Linked DNA regions of Mus musculus: region 1 is linked to region 2. The links are chromatin contacts, called in public Hi-C maps. All regions are on one chromosome and are shown on one strand. The core of a region is the stretch at or near the end of the contact, and the rest is flanking DNA. Distances in the headings are between cores, read along the strand shown.

What was found. Hi-C and Micro-C count contacts between places; a contact is called where the count stands out from the background.
Region 1: a contact with region 2 is called in a Hi-C map of Th1 cells, with 7 times the contacts expected there. The contact joins the promoter of Kbtbd11 here to the promoter of Ing1 in region 2. A contact is called at or near these places in 6 of 484 Hi-C or Micro-C datasets (CD4 T cells, CD8 T cells, Th1 cells and 1 more).

Annotation. Positions count from the first base shown.
Region 1 is chr8:15,007,789-15,013,279 of GRCm38.p6, forward strand. It overlaps Kbtbd11 (kelch repeat and BTB (POZ) domain containing 11), which reads left to right and starts at 3,237. Exons shown (of 2, transcript NM_029116.2): 1 at 3,237-3,526. 5830468F06Rik (a long non-coding RNA gene) reads right to left here. Exons shown (of 2, transcript XR_003947516.1): 2 at 2,943-5,491.
Region 2 is chr8:11,552,052-11,558,252 of GRCm38.p6, forward strand. Ing1 (inhibitor of growth family, member 1) reads left to right here and starts at 4,406. Exons shown (of 2, transcript NM_011919.5): 1 at 4,406-4,994. The coding sequence starts at 4,859.

The sequences.
Region 1 (5,491 bases), core at 1,987-4,486, 3.5 Mb after region 2:
ATGAAATAGTGCTCTCAGCATTGACAATTATAAAATAAAACTACCGTCTCGGGGCTGCAAAGATGGCTCGACAGTTAAGTGTGTGTACTGCATATCCAGCACGTCCCAGTTTAGCTCCCAGGATAAGTGCCGTGCTGTGGAATTACAGCTCAAGTCCACCTGCATCTCCAGCTCCAGGGTCTGACACCTCTGGCCTCCACACCCAACACACAAATGTATAACTGTAAAGAAAAAATAAAACCTTTTAAAATTGACCATCTCTGAAAAAAAATAATAAGGATGCTTTGCATCCTGCAAGATCAAGTAATCAGCAGAGATTGAATTCTTTCTTCAAAAATAAATAATCAGATCTTTTTCATTAGTATGCAAATCTCCTCTCATCTTTAATAAATGGTAAAACCCTGAATATACCAAATGTGGCTGGTTTGGAATAAATCTGTGGTTCATCGTCAATACAAGTGTGATTTGTATTCTTGTGGAAGTGAAGCCCCTTTCAACTGCAGACAATTTATTAACACATTTTAAGCAATATCTCAATATAACCATTAAAATTTTATTTCCTTTTAAAGTTATTCTTTTAAAAAAAAGGCTACTAGGATTCACACTTGCAAACTTGCTGGCTTAGTAAGTGGATGCCCTTAAATTTCCTTTGTAAGGATTTCTCTCCTCTCAGGAAAGGAGCTACAGTCTGCTAAATAAGGCAGGGTCCATGCAGACCTCCAGCCCACAGAAAGCGGCATCAGAGACAAGGGGCAGCAGACATCTGGTCTAAGTGGGCATTCCTGGTCCATTATCATGGCTTTTAATTCAGGAAGACACAGAGCTGAAGAGTCCATTCTTGTGGTATTCAGCTGTACAGCATGAGGTACCATCTCAGACCAGTGTGTGTGTGTGCATGTGCGTGCGTGTGTATGTGTGTGTGTGTGTGTGTGTGCATGCGCGCGTGTGCGTGTGTTTTCCAGGAATGCAACTGTAGTTTAAAATGCGCGGAAGGACATGAATGATGCAGAATCACCTCACGAGTGGCAACCATCTCCATAGTCACGGTCGCCTTGGACACTTCATAGACAACACAGAGCATGACCTCTGAGTACCAGGCTCCTAGGCACCGGTCTGCGGTGTGTGAAGAGAAAGGAGAGCCCAGGCAGCTCAGCCACCATATCTAAGACGCATCTGAAAGAATCCACATGCAGATTGGTGGCGGCGTTTCTAGGAGTGGCCTGGTCAGACAAGGCTGGTACTTAAGGGAGTCCCATGGGGACAACTTCCCTCTTACACAGCATGGATTGGATTTTGAAATGAACCAACAAACATCTAATTATTTATTCTTAATGCCGAAAAGCTGGAAGTACTTAGAGTAACTGGCTCCATTCCTGACAGTCATTGGAATTTAATTGCTTGGGGGAGGGGGTAGCAGTGCAGAACATGAAGTCTTACGGGCTTTAAAAAATCCTGGGGACTGTCTGGTCTGGCATCTGTGAGCAAACAACACCCAGGATCCCCACAGGAGCCAACTAAAGCGCTTAAGAGTAGGAACGAGGTGTGACATGGGTATGACCTACAGGCAGGCAACCTTCCTTTTATACTTCACAAGGCTGCGTGCAGGAAAGATCAACCATAAAGGCACAGACGGAGAGAGCTGAGAGCTCTCAGGGCAATGGTAGAATCGGGGGAACGCCCTCCCTGGAGAAAGATGGCTCCACTACCCACTGCACAGCATACATCCTTCCATCTGACTTGGGTACTGTCAGGGAGACAGGTTGAGCATCTTGTCCCTGTCAGGTTTGAGAGGGATGACTGCATTCAGGGTGTCGTCTGCGTGCTGCTGCTGGCTCTCTCCCAGCCTGTTGCTCTGACCTGGACCTGGTCGGTTTTACCCAGCACTAAGGGTGTGAAAGGCTCAGTCAGTGCCACACCTGTTCACACCTGTCTCTGGGAGATAGCCACGGTGATGCATCTCAAGTCTGCAGTACGGTCCGGTTCTTCCTGAGGCAGGAGGATTCGATGGCACACTCCCTCCGCGATTACAGTCCTGGTCAGTTTCAGGACCTCATGAAGCATGAAGAATTTCCAACTAATTACCACACCTCTGGCAAATTTCAATGACGTCACTGAAATAGAGTCTATAAATGTGTAAGTGGGGAAACACATGGCAGGTAACCCCCAAACACCCCCTCTACGAGACACCAGAAGGTTATTTTTAATTACTTCCTTTACTTTTTTTTTTTCATCCTTTCAGAAAATTTCCATGAACAGCCTACTTAGTGTATAGCTTTGTAAAAATCCCTGTTGGAATGGGGTTGGGGTAGGTCTGTAAATGGTACCCAGCCCAGTGTGGGAGCTGGTCCACCCAGCATCCAGAGCCAGGATGATGGAGGCTGGGCACGTGGAGAAAGCCCTGAGGCCGCATCCTGGTCACCTTTCTGCCTTTTCTCCACCCACGTGTAAATGGAGACACACTAAGAGACCTTGAGAGTTACCTATTTGAGGACAAACTGAAATTAACATAATGAAAATGAAAATGATCTCAGCCTGTTTCTATTGTAACCAACAGGAACGGAAGGAAGGAGTCATTCCAGCAGTTTGCAGCTTTCTGCCCTGGTTGATGCCTGGCTACTGAACAAGAAGCGTTTTTACAGCTTTGGTGTTGAACTCAGAAAGGCTGGTGGTATAAATTGGCCAAGAATATCAAAGCAGAGTAGAGAGCAAATGTTCACATCCTCTGTTCACAGAAATCTGGCCATCGGTAATTTGCATAAAGCTGTTAAAAGAAGCATTTATCCCAGGATCAACCCTGATTTGACACACACTCCTTATGTTACCCGAGGCTGCCCACACAAGAGGAGAAGGCCAGTCTAGACACCAAGAAATGTCCACCAACTGGTTGGTCAGCTTCACTATACAGAACTTTCTTAAGATTCTAGACTCTATCAGGATGTGGGCAACAGATTTTTAATTACTATGTGTGGGATCGCTTCTTACAGATGCTCAGCGGGACCCAGGATGTAATGCTGGAGGTCAAACAGCCAAGAGCGCCCTAGGTAGGGCAAAGCTCGCGGCAGACACCTGTTCCTGGTGCTTTTTGGGGTTGGGAAGGGCTCAACAGGTCATGCCCGCGGGGTGCAGCAGCGGGGTCTCTTTACTGGAGGTGCTCTGTGCGCCACGGTGCTGCTGTCAAGGCTGGAGGCTACCAAGAGCGAGCTCCCAGCTTCTGCTCACTTGGTCTGGAATGGGTTAAGTGCGGAGGCGCAGGAGCTGTTGCGGGCAGGCGCCGGGCACCGCGCACACTAGATCCACGGAGGGCTAGCTCAGCTGCAGCCTCTGCCGGAAGACCCCCAAGCCGTAGGTGGCAGGCGGGGACAGCGAGGTGCACGCGCGCCCCGGCCGTGGGCGGCCTCCCAGCTCGCGCTCCCTCCAAGTGCAGGGCATACTCAGTCGCTGCCAACCCGGAGGTTGGCACGCGTGCGGAGGAGCCCGGCGCGTTCCCGGCATCGGGAAAGCGCACAGAATCGCAGCGCTCGCACAGGTGCGTGGAAGGTTCGCTCGCCCCGGGGGCGCTCACACAGGTGCGCGTGAATGGTCGCGTGCGCATGCGCGTCACACACCCCACGCCCCCCGGCCAGGCTGCGCGTCCTGGGCTCGGGTGGGTTTGCAGGGGTGGAGGGAGAGCGGCGAGCTGCGAGCGGTGAGGTAGGGGCCCGGGCGCGGCCTGCGGGACTCCTGGAGGATGGAGGGCCTTGTGGGTGGTAGGCAGGGACGCTGCTCTTGGAGGGAAGTGGGGACTGGGGGTTCGGAGGACCGGATTGATCCAAGAAAAAAAGCACCGGGCGTGGCGTGGGAGGACGACAGGCGACAGTGAGTCGCCTGCACGGGCCCCTCCCTGGCATGGGTCTGGCCGCTCCCCTCCTGCTGCCTGTGACACTGGGTTCTTTATGGGGGGGGGGGTGCAGCTCAGGGACTGGGCGCTAGCTAGCTCGGAAAGTGGACATGATTTGGCGGACCCGGACGGGGACCCCCTAGGCAGACTCTTGACGCCACGGGTAGTCTGCGGGACGCGTGGGCCACGCACAGCTACAGTATTCGTTCGGGGAGCCTCGGCTCGTAGAGCCAGACAGTGGGTCAGGGATGCCTGGTGGCCTGCGCGGGTACGTGCCTGACAGCACGGTGGGGAGGGGATGGAAGGAGGAAAGCGCGCTGCATTTAAATTAGGATTGAGTGCGCGGTTCGCCTTCATCCTGGGAAGAGGCTGGGAGTGGAGCCCAAGCCTTCCTGGAACCTTGCCAGCCCCGCTGTGCGGCTGGGACAACCCCTTCCAGGGCAGCCAACCCCCTCCAGGGCGGTGGGGGCAGGTCCTGCCGAGTTCCTCTCGGTTGGCCCTCTGCACCTGTAGCATTAGACCGGAGAGTTTTCACTCCAACATTATTTAGCTTTCCTAAAGAAGCACTTCTTTCCCCAGCCTGCTACAGTCTAGTCCAGGGATAGAAAGAATGAGCTCTTTTCCCTCCTCTAGCTCCACTCGGGAGCTTATCTTGAAGTTCCCAGCATCTTTCAACACCGAGTGACTAGTCCTTGGTTCCCCGTGGGTTCCCAGCACCCTACTCCTAACCACTGAATTACTCAGTCTCTAATTAGTAACCCTCACCGCTGTCAATGGCGCCCTTAAGCCTTTCATCCTAAGGGTTCCTATTATTAGACCCCCACCCCCACCCCAAGCCCTGCCAGGCAGAAAGGAGCTTTCCTGGGTACCGGGTACCCGGAGTTGCTGGGAAAAAACCGCGTCCCCACACTGACTGACTAGGCGCTCCAACGCTCCCTTCCGGTGTAACTCGGCTAAGGTCCTGATGAGATAAAAAGAATTCAGAGCTTTTCATATCAACTACTAGAAATGGCTCATCATATCATTAGAAAAATACAGAGGAAAGATACTTAAAATGTTTTGTTTACCGTCTGTAAGGTCGTCTCTGGTTTACGAGTTGGGAGAGAGCATTAAATGTGCTTTTCTGTACGAGCCCTTCCCAGCTACACCAGTTTGGGGGCCATTACGCCCTATGTCTAGATCGGTGGGTCACAGGCTGGGTCACATCATCACTTTGTTCTCCCGCGCGGGTGGTGGTCTCTAGTGGGGTATGTTCAGTACAGTCCCAGCATGAACAAAGACTGTCTCTCTCCTTGCAATGCCTTTTGCCAGCACTCCATCTAGGCTCATATTTCAGATGTTTCCTAAACACCATGGCATAGATTACTGTGTAATAACAGCTCGGTGCAAATCTGGATCCACTTAGGCAGTTGCACTGATTCTCTGGACCGCCCTGCATTGAGGCTGTGGTCAGAACAGACTGTGTCAGCTGAGAGTCGGGACTGCCTGGAGCAGAGCAGGCTGCCTCCAGTGGAAACCAGCCCAGTCTCCCATGAGCCCCTGTAATCCAGGGATATTTGTCCTGCTCTGGAAGCCACGGACTCACTAACAGCCTTGGTTTCTAGCTTTTCTCTT
Region 2 (6,201 bases), core at 3,156-5,655:
GTAATACAGACTGTGTTCTATGCACTATGGTAGTCAAATTCGTGGTCTCCAAATGTCCCAAGTTCTCCAGGAATATCATTCTTCCTCACAGTTACCTGCCATCGTGGCAGTTTGTCATTGTAAATGTGTGTGCACTTATTTGTCTCACTTCTATGGCAATGTGAACTTCTCTTTCTGTACCCTGCACCCCAGTTGCTGAGCAACGGTTTCACTCAGTAGCCCAGGCTGACTCTAGCCTACCTGGCTTTAAGCCCCTCCTGCCTCAGTCTCCCCCAGTTTGGGGACTACAAGTGTGAGCTTGTCCCTCTCCTTCAGTTCGGAACTGTAAATTGAACTCCTTGCTGTATCCCGCAAATTCAGCAAGGAGCTTGGCCTGAGAAAGTACCCCCAAAACTTCCTATGCAGGCAGTGAGATCCCTGATAGAGAAAGCGTTGCCTCTGATATGAGGTGTGCCTGTTTAAAACCCAGAACCCGCAGGCCAGAATGCCGAAGCCGGGGAAGAGCCGGGGCCGGCAGTTTAGAAAAACAGCTCTAGGAAGTCTGGGAGCCAAACCTTCCATGATTTTGAATGGCTGGCATGTTTGGCTTGGCCACAGGAGATCATGATTTCAAAACCAACAATGGTGTTTTCTGTCTGCTGCAAAGCCGACTCTCATGTGTTCCACCTCAACTGGCAAAAAGTCTGCTCCTTGTTAAGCCTTCGGAGAGTCCTTCAGACGTTTGTGGGATGTGTGTGATGGCTCCCACCTGTGATCCTAGAACCTGAAGGGAGGCTCAAGCTAAAACTCTTCAGGGGTTTGAGACCAGGCTGGGACTCCATGGGAGTTCTGGTCCAGCCTAAAGAATAGTATTAACCTATCTTTAAAAAAAAAAAAAAATTGTAGGGACTGAAGAGATGGCTCAGGAGTTAAGAGGACTGGCTGCCCTTCCATAGTATTCTGGTTTGATTCCCAGCATCCACAGCTCTCAACTGCCTGTAACTCCAGTTCCAGATCTGATGCTGCCTTCTGGCTTCTACAGACACTGCGTGCACACACTACACAGACACACATGCAGACAAAACACCCATACACAGATTATAAAATATCTTAATAAAAAAAAAAACAGAAAATGAGCTGGTGAGGTTGCTCAGTGAATAAGAGCACCGACTGCTCTTCCAAAGGTCCAGAGTTCAAATCCCAGCAACCACATGGTGGCTCACAACCATCTGTAATGAGATCTGATGCCCACTTCTGGAGTGTCTGAAGACAGCTACAGTGTACTTACATATAATAAATAAATAGATCTTAAAAAAAAACCAGAAAATGATAAATATAACCCACTCGCTGGTGCTTAACCGTGCACTCCGCCTGTGTATTGACCTTGTGCACAGACTGATTGGGTGAATTGATGAATCAGGGTGATTTATCACAGTAATACCGCAGAGAAAACCCAGTTCAAGTCACCATTCCTAAAAAAATTACATGTATTTATATATGTATGACAATGTGGAAGTCAGAGGACACATTGGGGGTGTTCCTTTCTACCATGTGGGGATCACAGGGAGTGAACTCAAGTTGTCAAGCTTGATGGTCTTTTCCAGCTAAGCCATCTTGCTGGCCCCAGGCCTGTTTCTTATCAAATCAAAAAGCCTGCATACAGTATGAAGTCAGCCTAGTACCCAGAGCTAGGGTCCCAGGACAGCTAAGGATATGCAGAGAAACCCTGTCTCAAACAAACAAACAACCACATAAAACAAAACTACGCATGTAGTTACAGGCTGGGCTGTAAATGGAAGCCCAGCTCAGGCTCCCTGAAGTGAGAAAAGTAGACATTTAGCAGGAGGTTGCCCAGTGTCCCCAAAGCCTTGCAAGGGAGACACCTCCAAACAGAAACCATTGCAAGGAGTCCCTCATTCATGTTTTGCCAGACTCTCTTTGGGGTGATGTTCATTGCTTCCCTAGTCTCTGCTGTACAGAAATAGGTTTTCCTAAAAATTGTATTTATCCACTTAGTGTGTATGGAGCAGGAGGGTACATGGGACATGGTGCTTACACGGAGACCAGAGGACCAACTCTGTGATCTGGGTTCAATCTCTCCTTTCACCATGTAGATTCAAGGGTTAATTCAGGTTAACTCGGCCATCTCCCTAGCCTTTGCTTTTCTATACAGTATAAATATACAAAAGCTTGATGTAAGTTAATTTTATCAATTGGTCTTTTGAGCTTGCTCAGAAAGCCAGTTTATAAAGCTAATTAGTACACAATTGCCAATCTATTTCCAGAATGTAAAAACATTGTAGTTAGCATGTGACAGGCACTTGTGAAATAATTCTGGTCAATTGAATAAAATACCTTTTGGGTTTGTGTGTCCATGAATTCAATAAACAGAATGGAATGGTTATTAAAGCATATGTAACTCTGAAAGATAACCAGGTTCAAACTCCAGCTTGGTTATCTTTGGAAAAGGTCAACTATTCCTAATCTTCATTAAACCTAGATAAATGTTCATTCATGGCCCAACGCACGCTGCGACTAAAATACCTGTTTCTTAATTGCTATTGTGCCTTTAAACTGGTTATAAGATCTGAGGAAAAGGCCACATTTCATATTCAGTTCTGTACCCCTCTCCACACTTAATTACACGTCGTGTTCTCAAGCCATGCAGTTAGCCTTTTGTGCAACTATTTTCTTCTGGCAATTACGTGGAAAAACTTCATTATTCTGGTTTTGACTAGGGCTGAAAGCAGTTGGTTCTGCTAGTAAAAACCAGCACCAGACAGCCAAGCGAACTTCCTCCTGCAGAAATGCACTGCCCTGTGCTTCAGAAGCAAACGACCCAATCTGAACGATCTAACTCAACTGACAGTCTCTGGCTGCGTTATGACCCTCCACAAGACTCTATTTAAGATATACAGCGTTGGAAATGTCGTAGATGTCACGGGGTTGCATGGAGTACTTTCACACCTGCCGAAGGGGGTAGGGCATCACAGTGTTTCCTGAACCTGTTCCAAATCCTTTCCAATTACACCCTCTAGTTCTGAAGCGGTGAGTCTTGTTCTGCCGGAGGATGAATGCCTGAGGCTGAAACACGGCAAACTCCAGATGGCTGAAGGCTGCGAGCTGACCCGGCGCAGCAGACACCGCAGGCGAGGCAGAGCGCCATCACCAGCCCTGCGCACCTGAGGCCACAGCAGCGGGTCCACCGCTCTCGCCCAGGCGGCCGAGCAAGATTGAGGACCTGGGACTCAGAGGGGCGAATAGGACAGCCGCACCACAGTCCCAGCCATACAAAGGCGCGAATGTGGCGACCACAGGCCAGGCTCCGCCCCAGGGCGGTGCCTAGGCAGGAAGAGGGCGGGACCGCCGGGGCCCGTCGCCTAGGCAACCCCTCGCTCTGCCCGGGCTTTTCAGAAAGCCCTAAATCCGGCAGCTGTGGGGGAAGGGCGGGATGGGAAGCTGAAGGTTGTGCTCCCCTGCGGGAAGCACACTGCGGTGCCCGCTGCCAACTCAGTGTGACGAGGACATGGGCAGCCTCAGATGCGGCAGGGAGGGGAAGAGCTAGTTAGGATCAGAGAAGAGCTGCTCCCGCCAGCCCGCCCACCGTAGATCTCCGCGCTGAAAAGAGCACCCCTCGGGGGCCCCTTTGTCTCCAGGCCATTCTAAACCCAGCACCGGGAGGCGACACAAAGGGACGATGGGGGCGGAAGGCGCAGGCGCGTGGAGGCGCCGAGGATGCTGGGAGTGGTGGTCCCTTTGCGTGTCGATAGCTGCCCTCCCGCGCGGGTCCGCATCCATCGCCAGGGAGCTGCGCCTGCGCGTCCACTTCCGCCTCGCTCGGCTCCGCCCGCTCGTCCCTCCTGGAAGAGGACAGCTCTCTAGTACTAGGCGTGCGGGGGGCGTTGCCGATCCCACCACACCTCCTTCTCGTCCAGATTGGCCGCAGAGGTAAGAGTCGCAAGGGGATTGGCTGACGCCGTTGCCATTTCTGTTCGGGGGCCCTATTTATACCGCGCTAGGAGGCGGGGGAATGCAGTTAACCCAGCGGAGGGTGGCTCTTCTCAGGTTAGTCGGTTTGAAGGCAGCGATCTGGAGGCTCGTCCGGCCCCGGCGTGTCTCGAGGAGCAGGCTAGCACCCCGCGGTTCCCGGCCGGCGTGCGGCTCCGCCCAGTAGGTCCGCCACCGAGTGTCAAACTCCTAGTAAAGTTTCGCGTCGCCGGTCTCCCCTGCCCAGGCGACCCCGCCGCTGTCCCCTCGGCGACCCTGGCCCCCAGCGACAATGACAGGCCACGCCCCCGCGCGGGCCGGCCTCGCGGCCCGCCGCCCCCCGGCCCGGGACGGTGAGGGGCGTGAATGCGGTGGGGGCGGGGCCGCCTCCGGGAGGAGGGGTGGCGGGGCGCATGCGCGCTGCGCGCGGGGCTGAATGTTTCCCAAGTGTTTGAAACTGGTATTTGGGTTTTCCACGTTGGACAAGTGCGGCGAGGCGGGCGGCGGAGCGCGCCCTTCCCGCAGCCGGCCCCGCTCTCTCCGCTCTCCACGCTGGTGGCGGGTGGGCGGCGGTGGCCGGCCCTCTTTGGGTGTGTGCGCGCTAGTACGCACGGCCCCCCGCGCCGCCCGCCGCCCGGGAGGGGGCCTGCACGGCCGGCGGGGTGTGCGCTTGAGCTTCGGCCGCCGCGGCCCGCGCCTGCAGGCGCCGGGGTCCCCGCGGCCCCGGAGGCGGCGCGGCAGGCGCCAGATGTAGCCGCCGGCCAGCCCGGCCGGAGCGGCGGGGGGGCGCGGAAGGGCGAGAGAGCTTTGCATTTTGCAGTGCTGTTTGAGGGGGGCGGGGGGTGGAGGAAGCGGAAAGCCGCCGAATCGCCGGGGACCTCCGGGGTGAACCATGTTGAGTCCTGCCAACGGGGAGCAGATCCACCTGGTGAACTATGTGGAGGATTACCTGGACTCAATCGAGTCACTGCCTTTCGACCTGCAGAGGAACGTCTCGCTGATGCGGGAGATCGACGCCAAATACCAAGGTACGGCGGGTGATGGATGGGCGGGGGCGGCCGCGTCCATCCCTGGGTCCCGGCGGCGAGGCTGACCGGTCCTGCTGGAGCCGGAGCGCCCGGTAGCGTCCTCGGAGGGCTAGGAACAAAAGGTCTGGAGCGCCTTTGATACGCCGAGGTCCTTGTGTACCGAGCTCCGGGACATGGAGAAGGAAGGAGCGCGAACGGCTGGCTGCAAGGCTGCGCGACCAAAGCGCTCTTTGTAGTGAAGTGATGAGGCGGTGCTGCGGGGGAGGGGGCGCGGGGCTCGGCCGCGTCCTCGGGGAGGGGGTGAAGGCGGCCGCGCGAGGTGGAGTGCTATGCGGGCGCCGCGGCCGTAGGGCGCGGGCACCGGGCTAGAGAGAGGGCTGCGGGCCGTACTCCGGCGGAGCTGAGTGCGGGTCCGGAGAGTCGCCGCCTCCCGCCAGGTTCTGGTTCTAAGTGTTACATAAAGTACTGGGCAGTCCTGACTCGGGGTCGCGCGATCGCCCAGGCCCTGCTCTCCTGGGCCCTCTCTTGGCTCTGGACAGGGCTCCGGGCCGACTGCGAGGGGCGCCGGCGCGGTGTGTCTTGGGGAGGAAGAGGGTGAAAGGGAGGATCGCAGCCGACTAGGTGTACGACTGCGCTGCGATCGGTGGACGCGAGCTGGGCTCTGGCTGGAGAGGAGCGGGGCAGGTGAGGGACCTGCAGCCCACCCGAAGACCCGGGCTGCCCAGAGTGGCGAAGAGGCGGAGCCTGCGTGCCCGCCGGGAACTGTTGGCTGTTGGGGAAACTTTGCTGTGAGGTCAGGGGGCTCTGTTTTGAACGTGGATGGCCGCTCGGAGTTTACTCTTGTTTACAGAACTGCGCAGCAGGGAAACGGAAGAGTTGGGGGTGGTGGAGGGCCACTGCCCAGCACTGCATACAGAGACTTGCTGGGGAAAGCGCCCCTGCGCGCTCTATCCGAGATGCAGCTTCGCAGCTCGGTTTATAGGAGAATCATTAGCATATTGCGGAACGTTCCGCCTCTGCGGCCCTTTGATTGGTCGCAACATCCCCCGTGGAATGTCCTTATCATTGTGCTACAGAGTCATTGGGGGGCGGGCAGTATGGGGGCGGGCTTTGCTCGGGACTCGCTCCAGTCTGTGTTTCCGCTGTCTGCTTTTTTTTTTTTTTTTTTCCTCTGGTAGAGGGCCGGGCGGAGAGAGGAGGTGAGTTG